2 separate regions of the Mus musculus genome follow, and region 1 is linked to region 2. Evidence: chromatin contacts called from public Hi-C data. All regions are on one chromosome and are shown on one strand. Each heading gives the region's core, a stretch centred on a gene start, on an enhancer-like site or on the middle of the called end of the contact. The rest is flanking DNA. Distances are from core to core; before and after follow the strand shown. Region 1 holds the start of Myl12a (myosin, light chain 12A, regulatory, non-sarcomeric). Region 2 holds the start of Ralbp1 (ralA binding protein 1).

Region 1 (5,028 bases), core at 2,366-4,865, 5.1 Mb after region 2:
AAATAAATAAATCTTAAAAAAAAGAAAACCTGATGAGGACCACAGGTCAAATAGCCGAGGAAGGTGCATTTTTTTTTTAATCTACAAAATTCTCATGTAAAAACTACATTTGACGGGGGAATTCTTAAACTTCCTTAGTAAAATGCTTCAAATGTTAAAAGTAACATGTAATTTTTATTATTTCCTATTACCTAAAGCATGCATTTAAAAATTAGTAAACACATTATAAGCAGCGGAAAAGAGGTTTTATTCAGCATTAGCAACAGCTTCACACAGAGTGTTAGCTTATCCCATACTTAATTCAATTGTATTAGGACCGGCTAATTATATTAACTTAAGTTTAAAAGTGTTAAAGCTCGTATGTAACCTATCCACACAGCAGGAAAGGAATGCAGTACAATGATTGGTCCGACTTGGGCAATGAGCTACATACTTCCCATTCCAGAGCAGTGACTCTCAAGTTAAAACAAGGCATAAAGGTAATGAAAATGTGATGCGGGTGGTGAATGCTTTAACCCCAACACTGGGAGGCAGCTGTGGATGCACAGTGAGACGTGATCATTAAACACTTAAGAGTTCAGAATGGTTCCCTTCTTTCTAAGGCTCAGAGAGGAGACTGCAAATCCAGTCACTATCACTTGGAAGTGACATTATCACTGTTTGTAGAATCAAGATCAGATGTTTGTCGTACTTCAAGAAGCTAATTCTGTCCCAGCACTTGGGAGGCAGAGGGAGGTGGATTTCTGAGTTCGAGGCCAGCCTGGTCTACAAAGTGAGTTCCAGGACAGCCAGGGCTACACACAGAAACCCTGTCTTGAAAAAAACAAAAACAAAAAACAAAAAACAAACAAACAAACAAAGAAGCCAATTCTGTCCAAATCTGGTAATATGTATGATGCTGGGCCGCAACTCTTTCAAGATGACATTGACTCACAGGTCTGTCTCCCACACAGAAACCTGGAGCTTCACAGCCATGACACAGCCAAATACCCACCTACCCAAACAACACCAACCTACAAACGCGAGAGAAAAGAAAATATCCAAAATTTTAGTGGAGATTCGCTTTCGTACCTTTGGATACAACTTTTGCACTTCAGATGTTAAAATCTTAAAAGATCTCTAAAGATCTCTAATATATTTTATACGCCTACTGAAAGACTCTTAATAACACTCCTCTGTAGAGTCGACTGAGCCCCCTCGACAGGCAAGAGAAACTCTAATCTCTCTGTCCAAGCTCAGGTAAAGGAGCACGGTGACGTCAGAGGGAATCTTTGAGAGTGGCGCTGGTCTCTTTGCTGTAGTTCTAAAAATGTGAAGCTGTAAAATAATCCTCAAGTTAGTTTAAAAAGAGCAGAATAAAACTGCAAATATTTGTTAGGGTTTACGGCAGGATCACCTGAGAACCTCACTTTGAAGGCTTTGTGAAAGATCTTTGGTATGAGACTGGCTGGCTGGCCTTCTAGAAAACAGCAGAAAGTTTCAGATCATCAACAGAGAAGGGAGGGCAAGGGTGGTCAAGGTAGTTTCTATTCACAGATGGCAATGAGTATAACCTTGTTTTAAACCAAGACAGTGCTGTAGCCATGCATGGTGTATGGTGTGGGTTGTTTGCAGTTCTGCCTCATGTATGCTAGGTATGCACTCTGCCACTGAGCTACCCCCCCCCCCCCCAAGAATAAGCGACAGCCTCATGCTTAAGGAAGACATCAGACTGTGAAGACAGTCCTGGAGAGGCTTTCTCCACATGCCAAGGGCAACCAGATTTTACAGAATCTTTAGAAATGTAGACTTTATAGAAACGTTGGTACTTAAGTTTTGAAAACGCTAAAGCTGGTGTGATGGCTGGTAACTGGATTTATAATCCTAGCCCTGGAAGTAGGAAGACCATCTTAAGTTCCAGGCCAGCATGGACTAAAAGGAGACCCTACCCAAACTAACAAACAAATTAACAACAACAACAAAAGAGCAGACTATGAAACTTCTTAAGTAGGACTAAGCCATACAAAGATATACATGAGATTGCCTAAATTAAATAGAATCTCACGTGCCTAAACTTGTAATAGATGTAAAAGATAGAAATTCTTAACAGAACATCTAAACTAAGCATACTTAGTTAATACCTTTTAATAAAAAAGCTCTCTTAAAACTAGTAAATATATCCTTCCAAATACTCCCATTTCAAAACCTCAGGTATTTGGCCTGCTTCGAAGTCCAGATCAAATCTCTATTATTTAATCAGTGCATTTCTTACTAGATGAGATGTGGGGGAGGGGATAGACTCAGTTTTTAAAAGTTGGTATTTCAGTTTCAAGGAAAACCAAGTCTTTATTTCTTAGGCACACTTCCGGTTGACAGTCAGCTTGGATCTTCCCACAGCCACACCCAAAAAAAGTTTTGAGCACCTTTTAAAAGTCATTAGTCGCCAGGATCGACTTGTCAACTACACCTCACTTTTGAAGACAAAATACCTTTCTAATTAATCCTCATCAAAGGCCATCCAGAAAAAAAAGAAAATATCAGCAATTTTAGTGAAGATTCGCTTTCGTCACCTTTTGATACAACGTCTGCACTTCAGATGTTAAAATCTTAAAAGATCTCTAAAGATCTATAATATAGTTTATACGCCTACTGAAAGACTCTTAATAACACTCCTCTGTAGAGTCGACTTAGCCCCCTCGACAGGCAAAAGAAGCTCTAAATCTCCTCTCTGTTCAAATACCGCTTTAAAAAAGTTTTACTTAGAGGGGCGCACACTAGAGTTGTATATCTGAACAGGGTCTTGCTACTACACATAGCCGCGCAGCTGCGACGACAGTTGCCGAGGGTGGCGGTGCTATCTTACGGTTTTATCCGCACACTCCCTCCTCGATCCCGGCAAGTTTACGTTAGCAACTCAACAGAGCTCCGGAGTCAGCTCTCTGGGGCTCTCTGGTTTCGCGGGGAGGCAAGGATCCAAGGCGCGCGGCGCCGGCGAGCTAAGCAACATTTCCCAAGTTCCTAGTGTGGGAAGCAGAGCGGGGTCTGCGCCCCGGCCGCCCCCAGCTCGCTCCAGCTCTCCCCCGGCTCGCGCACACATGCCCAGGTACGCTCCCCGAGCCGCGGCTCCCGCCGGTCCCCGCCGCCCCGCGGGGACACCTTCCCGGGCCGGACCGAGCCGCCCCCGCCCCGCGCCGCGGCCAGCACCACTCACCCTGCTCAGCCGCGAGAACCGAGAGTGAGCGTCTCCGCGAAGCTCCGCCGCTGCCGCCCTCCCAGACTTTCTAACTTTCCAGACTCCGCAGTACGGCCACTTCCGGCCTCCGCTCGCGAACCGGAAGGAAGCCTAGCGGCCATGCTCCTTCGCCTCGGTGCGCCAGCCCGGACGGGAGGGGGCGCCTCGGGGAAGGTGACAGAGCGGATGGCAGGCGTGGGGCGCCGACGGGGAGTCCGGGACGCGGAGTAGGGCTTAAAGAATCCTGTGGAGGGTCTCTCGGTCTAATCACCGGCTCTTCCTCTTTCTCCCGTCTCTTTTAGAATTGTGATTCTGCGCCCTCCCCCCTGTCAGCAGATGGTTGCGCCTGGCCCGGAGCTCTCCCTCTGCCCGCATTCCAGAGCGCGGCGAGAGGCGGGGACCCCCGTCTAAGTCCTTTTAGGGCAATTGAGGAGCCGGGCCGCGGACGTCACGTGACTGGCCCTGGCCCCGCCCCCCAGAGCCCGGGGCCTCCCCTCGCCCCGCAGCTGGAGCGCGCCTGCGCAGGAAGCTAGGGTGACTCACTGTCTAGGTCAGCGCCTCTGGGTCTGGGCAGCGTGGGAGTTTTTTATGGAGTTCTTCACGCTTCCCACGCGGGAGGAAACACTGAAGTTTCAGGGCCGCCGCCGCGCTGTCTCTTTGGTCCACTTAAGAGTTCATGAATTCAATATCGATTGCCCTCTTCCCAAACGTTCTCTGGAACTTTCTACAAGAGTCCCCCTTTACCCTGATGGTGACTCCTGCTTGCTCCACCTATGTCGCTCGAGGGTGAATGATGTAATTGGAATAAAGTGCTGGACCAATTTACCCGCCGGGTCTCCTTGCGTGGAGCAGCTGCTAACAATAGTTCTTATTTAAAGGAAGAGAGATTATTACGAGCCTGGCGGGATTCGTATCCCCAAGACTGGATGTTTTCTTCAAGAAACATTCCTCCCATTAATCAGTGATATGGTTTGAAGTTAACTCAAAAGCAGAGCCGCTGAGGGGGAAAATGTCCTAATCCTACAGATGTCAGAAACAAAATTTTTCTCCCTTTGATACTTGTACAAATACAAATAACTGGGTACTTCATCTCCAGCTCCCTACACCAAGGTCTTTAAGAGTGTGTTCTTCATCTTCAGGGACTTTAAGGGGCCCAACATGACTTTTAAGGAAGACTGGGGACACAGCTGGTGGCTGGCTATGACAGTACAAACTCAGAGGTCTGAGCAGTCAGAGACCGTGGATTCTGAGGCAGTGCAGCAATGCCCTAATGCCTCTACGAGGAGGTGGCCTGTCACCCTGGAAAGCTTAGGCCTTCCTCAGCTCCCTGTCCAGAAGGAGAACACCAAAACCCCTTTTCAGGATGGGCATTATCCGTCCCACCTCAGCTGGAAAACGGGACCTTGTTGCTTCTCTAGGAGCTGCCTGATATGTCCTTGCCAAATGAATCAATAGGTTTAGACTGGTAAGTGCTGTGGGAGGAGGGGGAAGGCTCTGGCTTGCCTGTTTTAAAATGAACAGTTGCTACCTCGGGACTGGGTTGTGGGATGGAAGAGAAAGGGCGGAGATCTACAAGGAAACAAATATGAATAAGTTACAGAAGAGCAAATAAACCTACCTGGGGACTAGTGGAAGATGTCCCAGAGGGCAATTGTGCCGATTCTAGGAGTTGATAGAGGAAAGAGGAGAGAGAAGTGTGTCAGGTCCTCTGGAGGGGCAAAGAACCCAGCTCATATGAAATTGGTTTCTGTTCACCCTGTATTCATTGCCATAGATAACCATGGACATATCAAATCAAGGTGGAAAAGGAAGTCTGC
Region 2 (4,978 bases), core at 2,172-4,671:
CCACTCAACATGCCAGAAGCTAGCACGTGATTCCTCCTCAAACTCACTGCACTTCCTCAAGTCTCTGTCTCAGGCTATCTTACCGTTTGCTTTCTCAGGGACCCAGGATGGAATGCAAGTCACCCTCGCTTTCCATAACCAACTTTTACTAAATTCTATTCAGTCTGTTCTCTAAGTATTTCTGCCTTCTGTATCCTGACACTCTATTCTTTTTAGACCCCACTTCTCACCTCAGTTATTGAGAATAATGAAGACTTTCTAAACCCATTCCATATTCAATTTCATCTACCCTTTCTGTACTCTGAAGGCTACACTCTTCAATTCATCCCACAAACTGTTTTATGACCTGGGGCCAGGCAGCTACAATCCTCAGCATAGTGTTCGGTTTCTAAAGACTCACCTGCGTAGCCTCACCTTCCGCTCCTGGCACAGCCAACACTACAGCTACAGAAACAACACACTGGTCTGAAATGCTTCCCACAAGTCTCTGTCTGACTCCTTTAGTGTTACGCACCTTTTCCAATTAATTCTGCTTGATCCTTAAGGACACTTACAACAGAGGGTTAAATGTGGCCAGCATAGGTTAGGCTTTCTCCTACTCCCACCCCTCTCCGTTCTGTCTCAATGACTCCCATTTGCTAGCAGGGCAAAGCCGAAGTCAGCTTTGATGGTATACAGACTATCCCCCCAGTTTCACGTCTCTCCACCACCTCATGCAGCTATATTTGCAGATCTACCCTTGCAGATCCTACTACACAGTCTACGTAGCTCGTTTTACACAGTTCTGCTTGCACCATTCCCTACATGACTGTCCATCATCTCTAAGGCTGCTCAGCTGATTGATTATACAGTGTTAAGTATCTTCCACTGAGCATTCCCAACCTTTATTTTCATCGCTACTTACATATATGTCCTTCCTCTATCTTCTGCCCTCTTCCATTGTTTCTCTTGAGTATTACATCTTGCATATAGTCACAGAACCCCCATATTTTCTACAGAATCTTAGAAACATATTGTAGTTTGCAAGCTGAGTGTTGTAAAACAGTGGCTGAGTGCTCTCCTAACATGTCCTTCAAACTCTCTTTACTTAGCAGAGAACCTAAACACAGTAACCCCTTTATTCTAAATCATCTGCATTTCCCCATGTTCTGTCTTACCTATATTAGCATAAAGTCTATCAGGAACTTTCTTTTTAAAAGAAAAGAATAGCTGGGCATACATCCAATCCTAGCACTTAGGAGCCAGAAGCAGGAAGCTCTATGTGTTCTCAGTTCAAGCATCCACATAGGAAGAAGGATCCAGGCCAGCCAGGACTCCACAGTGAGACCCTGACACCCCTGTCCACCCCCCACCACCACAAAAAAAGAAAATAACGGAACATACTTTGGGATACTGTTGTGGACCTAATCGTTTCTTCCCGAGCTGTGACTATGCAAGTGTAACTGTACAAAATAAAGTTAATATTCACTTTTAAAATTTTTTATTATTTTTAATTATGGGGGGAGGAGGGCCATTGCCTGTGGAGACCAGAGGTCTTGGGTTTCCTGGGAGCTGGACTTACAGGCAGTTGGGAACAGTTACTGGGGAACAAACTCTGTAACTCTCCAAGAGTCACACTGCAAACGTCTTAACCAGTGAGTCCTGTCTCCAGCGCCAGTACACACTTTTTAAAACACCACTTCGGTCTCTCCAAATTACGAGGAAAATGGTCCCTGTAAACTTATTATGAGAAACCACATTTTGAAAAAGACAGCAAATTCAGCTATTGTAACTTGTTTCTAGATTCTCTGTGATTGTTTGTTTGTTTGTTGTTTGAGACAGGATTTCTGTTTAGCCCTGGCTATACTGGAACCCGCTCTGTAACAAGGCTGACTTCAAACTCACAGAGCTCTGCCTCCAGAGAGCTGGGACTGAAGGTGTGTGCCACCACCAGCTGGCTTCTAGATACTTCGTTTTAAAATTTACTTAACAGCAACTGCTATTAAACTAACCTATCTCTCTTGGGTCTATGGGACACACTGAAAAACAAGAAGCACTCTACTGACTGCAGACCTCTGAAAATGCTAACACCACTAACAGGAGTTCTTCATTTTGAAGAAGACATCCAGGACCTTGAAATCATCGAGATAATTCCTACTACAGAAAGTGATGGGACCTTTCCTTAAAGTGCTGTCTGAACACTAAACCAAAAGTAGGCTTATAACTTATCACTGAGTACTTTGTTAATAACGGCCAAGTATAGGTAATGCTACCCCAAAGCACCAGTGTTAGCCCACCCCCGTTCCATCAACACCACCAAAGCTGGGCAGTGCAACAGCTCAATGCCCACACTATAGCACTTCTGTCACAAGCACAGACCTCTAATGAAAACAGCTGTGATCTCTAAAAACCTTAGGGTACGCACGCTGCTCTCTCTGGAAGAATCCTTGTAATAATCTCCAAACTTGAACCAGCCCTACCTACTTCAGGAGACTGGAAAGTGGAGTAATTCGTCAAACCTGTTTCACAACGACATATTTAAAAGATGGAAAAAGAAAGCTGGCCTCGACTGAGAACACTCTGGTACGAAAACGCTTGAAAACGCCGTTGAGAATGGAGCTCCTAACTCCAGATCAGACAGAACACTTCTGAACCCTGGAACAAGTACCACTGCAAACAGGGTCGTCCCCTTGCCCAACGCCTGCCACGGGCGACAACAGGAGCTGTTCCCCCGACTCTACCCGGCAAACACGGAGACAGGTGGGCGAGCCAGATGCGCGAGGCAGATGCGACCCATAAACCGGAAGGCTTGCGTCAGGCCAGTCCCCGGCCGCAGCTCCGGCCAGGTGTGGCCCGCAGGGATGCCCCGAGGCCTGGAAGGGTCCGAGGAAGCAGCTGGACTCCCAACTAGCCTCTGGGTCCCAGAGCAACACAGGACACACCCGGGTGCTCCCAAGGAGGCCTGTCGGGCAGGCGGCGTGACCCACCCCAAAGGAGCAAGCTCCGGGGTGAAGCTTTCACGGACAACGTAAGGCGGGGCGGCCACGCCCCCCACCCCCAACTCCCATTCCGAGCCCGGGATCCCAAGCCCGGCACGCTGCGTGACAGGCGCGGGCGCGAGGCCGGGCGCCCGACGGCTCCCACGGACACCGCCGCAGCGTTGCGACCCCCGCGAGCGTCCGCTCCCCGCCACTGACCAGTGCCTGCCGCCGAGCGACCGTCCGCTCCGCTGCAGCCGCCGCCGCCTCCTCGCACTCACGCTTCCGCCACAACCGCCGCCTCCTGCGCTGCACCCCGGGCCGGCCGCGGGAGCCCCATTCCCACCCCGCCCAGCCTTCGCCTGTTTACAATGATTGGGACAGAACAGGACGAGCCGGCCCAGCGCGCACGCGCACGCCCTCCTCCCGCCGCAGCCGGCTTCCCGGGTCCTCGGCTCCTTGGCCGTGACGGCTAGGGCCGGCTAGGGCAAACGCCCCGCGTCCTCGCGTGGGGCACGCCGGGAGTTGTAGTTCTAGTTAACCCAACGCCCCGCTGCTGTAGGGCCCTTGTCTCCGACATAAACCACAACGCCCAGAAAGCACCGCGCCTCCCGAGCTGGAACTCGTTAAGGGGGAACAGGGAACCCGCGAGAGGATGCGCCAAACGCTAAGGCTCTGCAGGCGCCTGCGCAGTGTTCTGGGGAGCGAGTGGAACACACACACCTACCGGAGCGAATCCAAGTGAAAACAGTGTGGGAGCCCTGCGGAGCTCTGCTGGAAAGAAAGCGCGTTCCTCCCCAAGCTCTGGCCTGGTGTCCGCAGCTACTGAGAGTGACACTTTTCCCCCCAGCGTCTGCGTACTTTAAGTGGTTCCAACCAGTTAAACCAGCCTGGGCTGCTGACCCACCCCGCCTCTGGGCGGAGCACCTTGCTGGCCTTCTTTGGGCGGAGATCTTCCTTTGGAGAATTCTTGCCTGGGGGTTTGGAGAAAGGAGGCTTCTGGGGCCAGGGCTGGGCAATCCGCAGGACCCCTGAAGTGTGTTGACTTGCGGGAAACTGCTGGCTCCCACCCACTTGCCTCCGCAGTTAGCAATCCATACCCGAGTTAAAGCCGCACAGCATCACGTTCAGCTTACAAATAGAAACAGCTGCGTATCCTCCAGAAGTCCCCCACGAAGGACGGAAAACGTGTTGGCTGGTGCATACTGTAATAAACAGCACTCCATGGAATTATTCTGGGTTTATGACATTGGCAGTCAGAAGAGAGATGAGATTTCTAGTGTCTGCTTCTTCACTGATCCATCGTGTGCTACACTCCCAAGCCATCTTTGCTCAAATATGACAAGTCCATCCCCTTGTGCAAAAGAGTCACTCCCAGTGGAACACTGAGGTCCTAGAGGGACCTTTCCACAACCCCTGTAGCAATAAAACAGCCTCCATGAGAAGATGGCCTGTGAGTACGCCAGTTAAATTACTCCTTCCCGCTGGCAGTTCTGATTTGGTCAAGGGATAAGCACTGCCTGAGCGGGGCTTTATGGAGCCTTCCCTGGAATTGACATATGGGATAATGAGGTGGGGAAAGAGGCTTTTTTTTTTTTTTTTAACTGAGTAATTTACGTGTAACATCACGTGACTCGTTCACCGTGGAAGTGAATAAGGCTGAAAGCAGAGAAGTGGGGGACACAGCAAGGGAGAGGGAAAAGCAAGAGTGAAGACTGACTTCCTTCTGAGCCATAGTTTCTGCAGAGCCTTTAAGTGCCGCGTTTACGTGAGCCAATCCAGGAGTAATCTATGCACACTTTTTTTTATTATTTATTTGTGCTAATGGAGGTGCAAATAAAGAGCATATTTATTGGCTGTTTCTCAGCAGTCTTCCCTCCCCCTTAAGGAACACCACATAACCATTTCCGCTGGTAACTGTTTTAGAACTAGGCATCATGTCCAACCAGAGCCAATAACCCACAGAGACAGACCGAGGCTTCCACTAAACCGAAGCTTCCTCTCTGTTCTGGTGCAGTGAA

The links. Hi-C and Micro-C count contacts between places; a contact is called where the count stands out from the background.
Region 1: a contact with region 2 is called in a Hi-C map of B cells, with 8 read pairs. The contact joins the promoter of Myl12a here to the promoter of Ralbp1 in region 2. A contact is called at or near these places in 2 of 484 Hi-C or Micro-C datasets (B cells and CD4 T cells).

What each region holds. Positions count from the first base shown.
Region 1 is chr17:70,998,918-71,003,945 of GRCm38.p6, forward strand. It overlaps Myl12a (myosin, light chain 12A, regulatory, non-sarcomeric), which reads right to left and starts at 3,616. Exons shown (of 4, transcript NM_026064.2): 1 at 3,191-3,616. It also overlaps a transcript of Myom1 not described here.
Region 2 is chr17:65,881,502-65,886,479 of GRCm38.p6, forward strand. Ralbp1 (ralA binding protein 1) reads right to left here and starts at 3,422. Exons shown (of 10, transcript NM_001198949.1): 1 at 3,177-3,422.